3 separate regions of the Sus scrofa genome follow, and regions 1 and 2 are each linked to region 3. The links are chromatin contacts, called in public HiChIP or PLAC-seq maps. All regions are on one chromosome and are shown on one strand. Each heading gives the region's core, a stretch centred on a gene start, on an enhancer-like site or on the middle of the called end of the contact. The rest is flanking DNA. Distances are from core to core; before and after follow the strand shown. Region 1 overlaps KLHL6 (kelch-like protein 6). Region 2 holds the start of KLHL6 (kelch-like protein 6). Region 3 holds the start of KLHL24 (kelch-like protein 24).

The links. HiChIP or PLAC-seq counts read pairs in DNA pulled down with a chosen protein or histone mark.
Region 1: an H3K27ac HiChIP or PLAC-seq map of alveolar macrophages shows a contact between it and region 3. The contact joins the enhancer-like site here to the promoter of KLHL24 in region 3. A contact is called at or near these places in 1 of 5 promoter capture datasets (liver), 5 of 47 Hi-C or Micro-C datasets (liver, psoas muscle and skeletal muscle) and 2 of 2 datasets of contacts at active chromatin or transcription factors (alveolar macrophages and skeletal muscle).
Region 2: a contact with region 3 is called in an H3K27ac HiChIP or PLAC-seq map of skeletal muscle. The contact joins the promoter of KLHL6 here to the promoter of KLHL24 in region 3. A contact is called at or near these places in 1 of 5 promoter capture datasets (liver), 6 of 47 Hi-C or Micro-C datasets (alveolar macrophages, blood, fetal heart ventricle and 3 more) and 2 of 2 datasets of contacts at active chromatin or transcription factors (alveolar macrophages and skeletal muscle).

What each region holds. Positions count from the first base shown.
Region 1 is chr13:121,442,793-121,445,558 of Sscrofa11.1, forward strand. The region is part of intron 4 of KLHL6 (kelch-like protein 6); the gene reads right to left. Among named protein-coding and RNA genes, the nearest start is that of KLHL6, 43 kb to the right of the region's middle. Within about 2 kb of position 1,404, at least 5 of the 83 cell types and tissues checked have an H3K27ac peak or open chromatin away from gene starts, as enhancers often do. A contact at or near this core is called in alveolar macrophages, where this site is marked.
Region 2 is chr13:121,485,754-121,488,856 of Sscrofa11.1, forward strand. It overlaps KLHL6 (kelch-like protein 6), which reads right to left and starts at 1,507. Exons shown (of 8, transcript XM_021069900.1): 1 at 950-1,507. The coding sequence starts at 1,242.
Region 3 is chr13:121,563,561-121,566,447 of Sscrofa11.1, forward strand. It overlaps KLHL24 (kelch-like protein 24), which reads left to right and starts at 1,288. Exons shown (of 9, transcript XM_003132561.5): 1 at 1,288-1,443.

The DNA.
Region 1 (2,766 bases), core at 154-2,653, 120 kb before region 3:
GCTCAAGGGGCAAGAAGCTGGGGCTTCTAGCCAACACACGGCAAGGAAATGACACTGGTCAATAATCCTGTGAGTCAACTTGAAAGTAGATTCCCAGCCCCAGCCAACAGCATGACTACAACAGAAGGACCCTGAGCCAGACCACTCAGCTAAATCACTCCTAGATTCCTGACACCTGTGAGATAATAAATGTTTGTGGGCACAATTTGTTGCACAGCAATTGAAAACTAATAACAGTTATTTAGTTGACAGGATTGGCTGGGTGTTGAGATCTGCCTTGTAACTTGGCACCACAGAACTGCCAAGTGGTGGCACCATAACCAAATTGTAAGTTCAGCTACATTCTGCAAAATATTAACCTCAAAGGTATGACAAATGCCAGTCTGAAGTCAGTGATGTGCATTTGTTGCAGTCACAGGGAAGTGTTTGCCAATGAACTGCATGCAATAATCAGGCTTAACCAGTTTACTTTCATATTGTTTACAATAGAACAAACAGCTGTACCTTACTGATTACTCGTTGTCCACAGAACCTATATGAGAGGACCAAACAGAAGAAACTGCCTCAACTAAGCTGTCCTCAGGGGTGAGCTTCTGTCCCTCTGTCCTCAGAAATGAGCCTCCTAATGCCACACATATCAGAGCAGCCTTTAGATCAAGTTCTTCCTGGAAACTTTGGAGGCATTGAAATGAAGGGGCAACTTGCTCTGCCCCAAAAGACCTCTCCCACTAAAGGTACCAGCTATTACTCCTAAATCAAAGGTAAACTGACATTTGCTTTTAGGGTTCTAAAATTCCCTCTGTCACCACCTCTATAAAGCTTAGAGGAGGGATAAAGTTAAAAGGGAGAGATAATGATAGGACAAGTAGGGTTAAGTTTGGAAAAGGAAGATTAAGAGGAGACATCTGTTCATTACAACAATGGCATCAGGAATAAGGCCAAGATCATACAAGCAGTGATAAGAAAGGGAGTTTCAGGGAATCAACTAGCAATGAGACCCAACTCAGGAATCATAGTGATTGGTTGGTTCAGTTACCTAGATTATAAAATGAGGATGAGAGGAGTTCCCTGGTGGCTCAGTGGATTCAGAATCTGGCATCCATGCTGTGTCTTGGGTCACTGCTGTGGCATGGGTTCAATCCCTGACCTGGGAAATTCTGCATACCACAGGCGTGGCCATAAAAATAAAATAAAATAAAAATAGAATAAAATGAGGATGTGAAAGTGCCCTGAGCAGAATTTGGGGCAATAAGGCAACAAAAAACTAGGACACACTGAAAAGAGAGATATTTAGCCTCAGAGAAAGAAAATGCTTAATTGTGGGAAATAGAGTACCATAAAGGAAGTGAGTGAGAACAGGAACAGTCTTTGTTTGTGGGGGCACTTATCATGTGCCAGACATTGCGCTTGCATATCTCATTCATTATCTTACTTAATTCTCAAAACCATTCCATCAGCTGGTGGGTGTTACCATCCCCATGTTACAAAGACTGAACCTTAGAGCAGCTAAGTAGCTTGCCCAAGGTCACACTGTAGGTAAATTGTGCAATCAAGATTAAAACCCAGACCCACCTGACTGCAAGCCCAATTTCCTGACATTGGGGACTTTTCCAGTTATTAAATTATCTCTCTTCCTAAATCCAAGCTTATAATCCCACTCTCCACCCCACTGCAAATACAAGCTTCAGAGGAGTAATTTTGCACAAGACATAGTAGGGTCATTTTATATAAGTGGAAAGCCTTTATCACCTGCATTTCAGGGAGTTAGAAAATAGGAAGCAGAAACAATAACAGCCAAAATGTTAGAGGTATAGGCGAATAAGACTCCGTACTTTAATTTTTTTTTTTTTTTTTTTTTGTCTTTTGTCTTTTTAGTGCCACACCTACAGCATATGGAGGTTCCCAGGCCAGGGGTTAAATCAGAGCTGCAGCCGCCGGCCTACCCCACAACCACAGCAACTTGGGATCTAAGCCACATTTTGAGCTACAGCTTATGGCAACACCGGATCCCTAACCCGCTGAGCAAGGCCAGGGATCAAACCCACATCCTCATGGATACTAGTCAGGTTTATTAACCACTGAGCCATGATGGGAACTCCAAGACTCTGTACTTTAAATGCTGAACTGAAAGCAGTTGCAGAGACTGACCTTGTCTTCAAGAATATGAGGGCTTTCCCAGTGCTGAGCCACCTGCTGGTGACCCATATAACCAGCATAGGATCCATGTGGTTGGCCAGTCTTCCTCCAACAGTGTACTCATCACCCTGAATTTGCTTAGTGTCTGTCTTCTCTGAAAGACCATAAGTTGGTAAGGCAGAGACTGCTTTGTGGTGCCCAGTGCCATACCTGGCATATAGTTGGTGTTCAGAATTTATTGTGAAGAATGAAAGCATAGCATATTAAAATATTAGAATGTTGTTAAAGTAGAACTTAGAGGGAAATTGATAGCACTGGTGACAATATTAGAAAAAAGAAAAAGATCTCAAATCAATGACCTTCATTTCTACCCTAAGAAACTAGAAAAAGAAGAGAAAATTAAATCCAAAGTAGGCAAAAGAAAGGAAATAATCAAGATTCAAGTAGAAATAAGTGAAATAGGGAGTTCTCGTCATGGCACAGCAGAAATGAATCCGACTAGGAACTATGAGGTTGAGAATTCGATCCCTAGCCTTGCTCCGTGGGTTAAGGATCTGGCATTGCTGTGAGCTGTGGTGTAGGCCGGCAGCTACAGCTCCAATTAGACCCTTAGCCTGGGACCCTCCATAT
Region 2 (3,103 bases), core at 257-2,756, 78 kb before region 3:
CGGCCAGAATCAAGAGTTAAGAAGTATCCTAATAAGAATTACAAGGGTATTTTTTTTCAAGTTCCCTGAAGACCTGCATCCATATTTCCCTTGTGAACTGGTTCCCACCATGTCTACATTGATCTGGGGAACACTGGATCCAGCCAAATTCACTGGGTTCCTGGTTCTGCAACATTCCTACCCCAAGCATTTGCTCAATACGTGGTTCTTAGCTGAACTAAGCAGAACGAGGTGAAGAATTTCAACAAAGACATTTTGAGCATCTACTAGATGCTAGACACTACGTGAAGCCTTTTCCCCCTCTCTTATTTAATTATCACAATGATCCTGAGAGATAAGCATCATTGTCCCCATCTTACAGATGTCAAAACAAAATTCAGAGCATTAAGTGACTTGCTTAAAGTCGCAGGATCGGGAAGGGGCAGAGTGGGATGGAGCCCAGATCTCTTGAGTTTCTTGTAACTAGTGGCCTCTCACTTGTAAAGCACTTTGTAACTGCTTCCCTCCCCACCCACTCCCTGTACACAAACAGAAACCCCCAATTTTCAGCAAGCCATTGGATAACTTTAAAAGAGTGGCCACATCCTTTTCTTACCTCTATTGGTGAACAAAGACAACATTATGTTTCCAACACACTAGTCAGATGAGGGGGAAAATCCCCATGATTTCAATAATTTTCCACCCTCTGGAACAAGGACCTATACCCAGAAGTTTCACCGTAATATATAAACATTACTTTTAAAAGATGAAAGCTCTCTTTTAATATGACTGAAATGCTAATCTCTAAGGTTTAGTAGCTTGCTTTTTTGTATCTCGAGTAGACTCACAAACCTAAATAAATATACAAACCATAAATGCAACAGCCAACTAGTTAGATTAAATTCTCATGTCAGTACAGATTTCCCTTCTGACTTGCACCCAGTTTGAGTCTGGTCCTAGGAGTGCTGACCTGAAATAGTTGCTGGCCGCGGCAAGCACCACGCGGTGGCAGGAGAATTCCTGAATGTCCACACACAAGATGACGTCTGTCAGAGCATTTTCCACGCGGAGGGTCTCCAGGCCATTCTGTAGAATTAAGGAAAGTCCAGTGTCGTCAAACTTTACCTTATCTCCATTTAAGATTTCTACCAGGTCTCCCCTTTTCTGGGGGGGGTCATCTGTAGAAGGTGCCAGGGGCCCTTCCAGACTCTTCTCTACCACGTCGCCCATGGTCCAGGTGCCCCTTTGTCCTGCCATCAACATCCAGACTGAAGGAGCACCCAAGTTTCAGGCAGGTCACATTGCAGAAGCTGGGCGGATTTCCTGTGCAGGGCCCTCCACTTATCACCAGCTGTCACACACACATAACAGGAAGTCTCACACTTTCTCATCCTGTTACTACAAACGCCAGTAACTTCTATTCTTCTTTCTGTAATCATCACAAGTTTAGAAATTACTTAGAAGGGTGTGTAGGAAGGGGCTCCAGAGAAAAGGAGTGGCTTCTAGGAGTCCGCTAAGTGTGCTGTGTGGCTATTTTAGTCCGCCTCCCCCCTCATATCCGTGAGCAGGAAGCCCCTGGTTCTGGTTATTGCATTTGTACTCCTGGTGCTTCTGCAACCAAAGGTGTTGGTGATGGGATGAGCAGGGCGCATTCTAAATCCTCCCCCTCCTTCCTCTCAGGAGTCGGAGACCCCACGATGAGCCCCCCCGCTGAGTCCCTTGGGCACCTTGAAACACTCATGTCCCTTGGGCATTCTCATTTCTGTCATCCCTGCCTGTCTTCTCTCTCTGTCTTGGGGGTGGGTGGGAAACAATGCCATGGCGAATATTAAAGTTCCCCTCCCCCACCCCCAAATGTCTATTGTTCTAGATATGCCTCTGGGGGCAGAGAAAAAATGGAAAAATGGTCTCCAGAGACTCTGTGGCCAGGAAGACCAATCAGGGTAGGTCAATACCAAATTGTCCTAGCAAGTCTCAAATTAGCCTGACCTCACCCGGCATCTATTGGTCAGGCATTTAGTGATGGATCACGAAGTATTTTCATTGCCTCTGCAGGTCTCCATTAAATAACTGTTTGGTTATTATTATTATTAAATGCCTGTTATATCCTAGGAAGTTTACAGGAGGTAGTGTAATTTAATCTTTATAACCACCCCCTGGCATTAAAATGACTTTCCTCATTTTATAGCTAAGGAAACTGAAGCTCTGCTCAAGTGAATAGCAGGGCTCAGTTCTTGGCCCCAAAGCCCCTGTTTCTTCCACCGCCACCAGCCTACCAGAGCTGTAATACTGTGTTGACCCTGCCTCTTTGACATCCATGGAGAGAACTGCTTGCCTCCTATGACTGCCCCAGGGCCCAAGGCCTTGCCAGAGTGGCTTCTGCTGCCCACTCCTGCTTTTATTCACCTTCTAGCAGTGGGGAGCCCTGGCAGTCCTCCAGCTCAGCAGGAGCCCAATCCTTTCTCTCTCATGGTCAGTGGTGACTGAAGCCCTCTCCAGCCATCCCATGTCTGCCTCAGCTTTCTCTTCTTCCATGGATACTTACTCCTAAAAGCGCATTCCTTGCTATTTCCCCAACAGTTATTCTTCATCCAGAGCTCTATCAGTCAAGATGCTTTTGGCTTCAGTGACAGAATAGCCCATCAAAAGTCATTCAAACAATAGGGGTCTTATATTATAAGAAGCCAGAAGTGTGGAGTCCTGGGTTGATCCAGAAGCTCAATGATGTCTTCAGGGACACAGGACTTTTTTTTCCATCTTTCATCCTGTTACCCTCAGTAAGGTAGAAATGTACCCTTATGGTCATTTAGTAGCTGCCATAGTACCAAACATCATGTCTTCACAGAACCCTGGTCCAAAATCAGGACAAAAAAGGGCTGGCCACTTTTTCTCCATCGCTCTTCTTACCAGAGAGAAAATTATTCCCTAAAATCCCCATCACATTTTCCCTAGGCCACCTGGCCACCTCAGACCAAACACTAGGAAATATAAATTGACCATGATTGGCATTTGCCAAACATGATTCATTCACTGGGACTAGTCCACCTCTCCCAAGATCAAGGAATAGCCATTTGGTAGCTGAACAAAATCTGGGCCTATTAACACAGATCAGGGAAGGGCCAGT
Region 3 (2,887 bases), core at 38-2,537:
AATCTATGTGTCAGAGTTCCTGTTGTGGCGCAGCGGAACCAAATCCAACTAGGAACCATGGGATTGCAGGATCCAATCCTGGCCTCACTCAGCAGGTTAAGAATCCGGTGTTGCCCCGAGCTATGGTGTAGGTTGCAGACACGGCTCAGATCCTGCCTTGCTGTGGTTGTGGTGTAGGCTGGCAGCTGTGGCTTCAATTGGACCCCTAGCCTGGGAACCTCCATATGCTGCGGCCCTAAAATAAAAAAACTATGTGTCTATCTCAGCTTCACCACTTAATTGCTGAATGATCAGTGCCAGCTCTTTTATCCTCTCTGTGGCTTAGTTTCTTCATCTGTAAAATGGGATAATAAAACTGCCTTGCCGGGTTATTATGAAGATTAAAGGATATATGTGAAGAGCCTAGCAGTGGGTCTGGAGCTTAGTAGAAGCTCAATAAATGGTAGGCATTTTCATTTCTTAATAACATATGGAAATGAGGGCTAAAAAGCATGTTTAAAAAGCCTGGACACAAGCCTTCTTATATACACCTTTAGCCATTGGAACACATCCTCTTATTTAATAAAGACATGACTATATTCTTAAACTACAGAAGAAGAAGTTATAATTCTGATATCAGAAACGAAAAACTAGTTAAATGTTTCAAAATATGGAGGTGTACTCAGCCTTAAAAAAAATATTTCTGGAGACAAAAAAAAAAAAAAAAAAAAAAAAAAAAGCACAAAATAATGTCCTTTGGGGAATCTGCTTCAGAAAACAGGGATTTGTGACAAGGTTATCTGGTTTGCATGTACGTTTACAATAAAAAGATAACCCGAGGTGATACAGGTGACAGTGACAGATTTAAAAAGAAAAGTGGGTTCGTCTAGCTATCAGGGTTCTTGTCCTTCTCACCTCTCAGGCCCTCAGATCTCCTGACTGCATACCAAAGGATCAAATAAAAAGGTCTCTAAACCTAATCCCAAATTCTAGGGTTCTAAGAATTCTTGGTTACGTGCTTTTGCCTTGGGACGTGGCAATAAACACACGACTCATTTCTCACTGGGCTCCTCGCACAGATGCATTTCCTTAACCTATCTCTACCTAAAACAAAGTGTTTCCGAATCACCGGCTCTTAGACTGTTATCTTCCCACGCCCAGCACCCGACACCCACCCTACAACGGGAACCCCAAGTGGCCCCGGCGGCCACCCCCGGAATGAGAACTACATCTCCCAGGGTGCCCCGAGGCGGGGGAATGCCCACTCGGATAGGCCAGGGGTCCGTGACGCTTAGTGTTTTGGCCCCGACGGTCACATGTTTCCTTTGTTGTGAGCTGCGGGGAGACTGGTGGCTGGAGGAGACGCCGGCGCAGGAGAGAGCGCTGCGCCGCGGGCCGCTAAGGGACCGCTTGGGCCACCTCTGCTGGCCACTGCTGCTGGCCTCTTCCAGCCTTCTTCTTGAGGTACCCGGGGATGACAGCTCCGGGACCGGCCGAAAGGCGAGGAAACGACCAGAGCCGGGGGCGGAGGGGCGGCTGAGGTCACAACCACGGGGATGTCTGCAGGAGGGAAGCCAGCGGCGGCCGGCCTCTGGAGCCAGAGGAGGGGGGACTGAGGAGAGATTGCAGCTGGGGCTACAGGGCTCCTGTCTGGGGCGAGGCGACTCCGAGGCTCTCTTGGGGGGTCTTCAGCCCCGGTTCCGTAACAACACTATGAAAGAAAGGGCACCCCCGCCTCCTGGCACTACCGCCCCGGAACCGCGGCGTTGCTGGCGTGCCCGCCGGGGGCGGATTGGGAGGGGCCTGGTCGCCGGGGCTGGGGGCAGCTGGTGCGGATCTCCCCGCCGCCGGAGGGACTGAGGTAGCTGGCAGTGAGGGCGGGGAGAAGGGTCCCGCAACTTGCCGATGGGCTTCGAACGGACCACTGCTCTTTTTTACTCGAAGGAAGTGCCGAGAATGCGAAGGTATCAGGTCAAGCTTTCCCATTTGGTGGGGGCGACCGTTTGGTCCTGACGGGGAGGACTGACGGGGTCAAGGTGGGTCCCAGCGTAGCGGGCCAGAACAGCCCCGTAAAGAGTTGCGAAATGTGTGCGGCGCTGTCACCTGACCGTTACCCCCGCCCCCACCGTCCTGCGAGCCTTTGTTTACCGCCGCTCGCCGCAGGGCCAGCGCAGAGAACGGAGAACTGGGCCCTGGAGAGACAGTCCCTGGGGAGCCCGGGCGGGCGGGGGAGCGGGCGTTCCGTCGGCTGAGTCCCCGCCTAACCTCCCCACCTTCTCACCACTCCAGGCCTCGGTTTCTTAATTTAGTTCCTAATGGCCCCGCCCCCAGATTCTGGACGCTGGAGGCGAAGGCTGTTAACGCGGCGGGGATTGGGGGCCTGCGGCGGCTAGCGGGCGGGACGACCGGGCGAATTCCGAGCGTTTATTGGAGGGTGCCTTGTCGCTGGGTGGACGTGCCCAGGCACTTCTTCCCCGCCTCCTTGAAGGTGATCTGGAGGACGCGCGGGAGCGCGCGCGCTCGCCTCTCGTGCCGCCGCAGCACTAGAGGAGCGGGTGGCGCGCGCTCCCGCGCTGGAGGACTCGGGCGCGAGGCCCCTCTGTCTGGCCGTCCTTTGCAGCTCTGGGGCCCGCGGAGGACAGCAGCCGCGGCGCGAGATCTGAGGGCCGGAAAATTAGCCCCTTTTGACTTGCATGGCCTTAGCTACCCAGGTGGTGGAAAGAAAGTCCTCAGACGAATTAGTTCTTGCCTGTTCTGTAAACAAGGTTTAAGTAGTTTAAAAAGAGCCGTAACGCCACGTTTTAGAGTGCTTTACAGTCATCCCTGAGGTGGTAACTGTTCAGTTTCAGTGGGTTTTAATAATTAATGACTTATTCTCTTGAACAGCTTTAAAAAAATCTCATCTTAG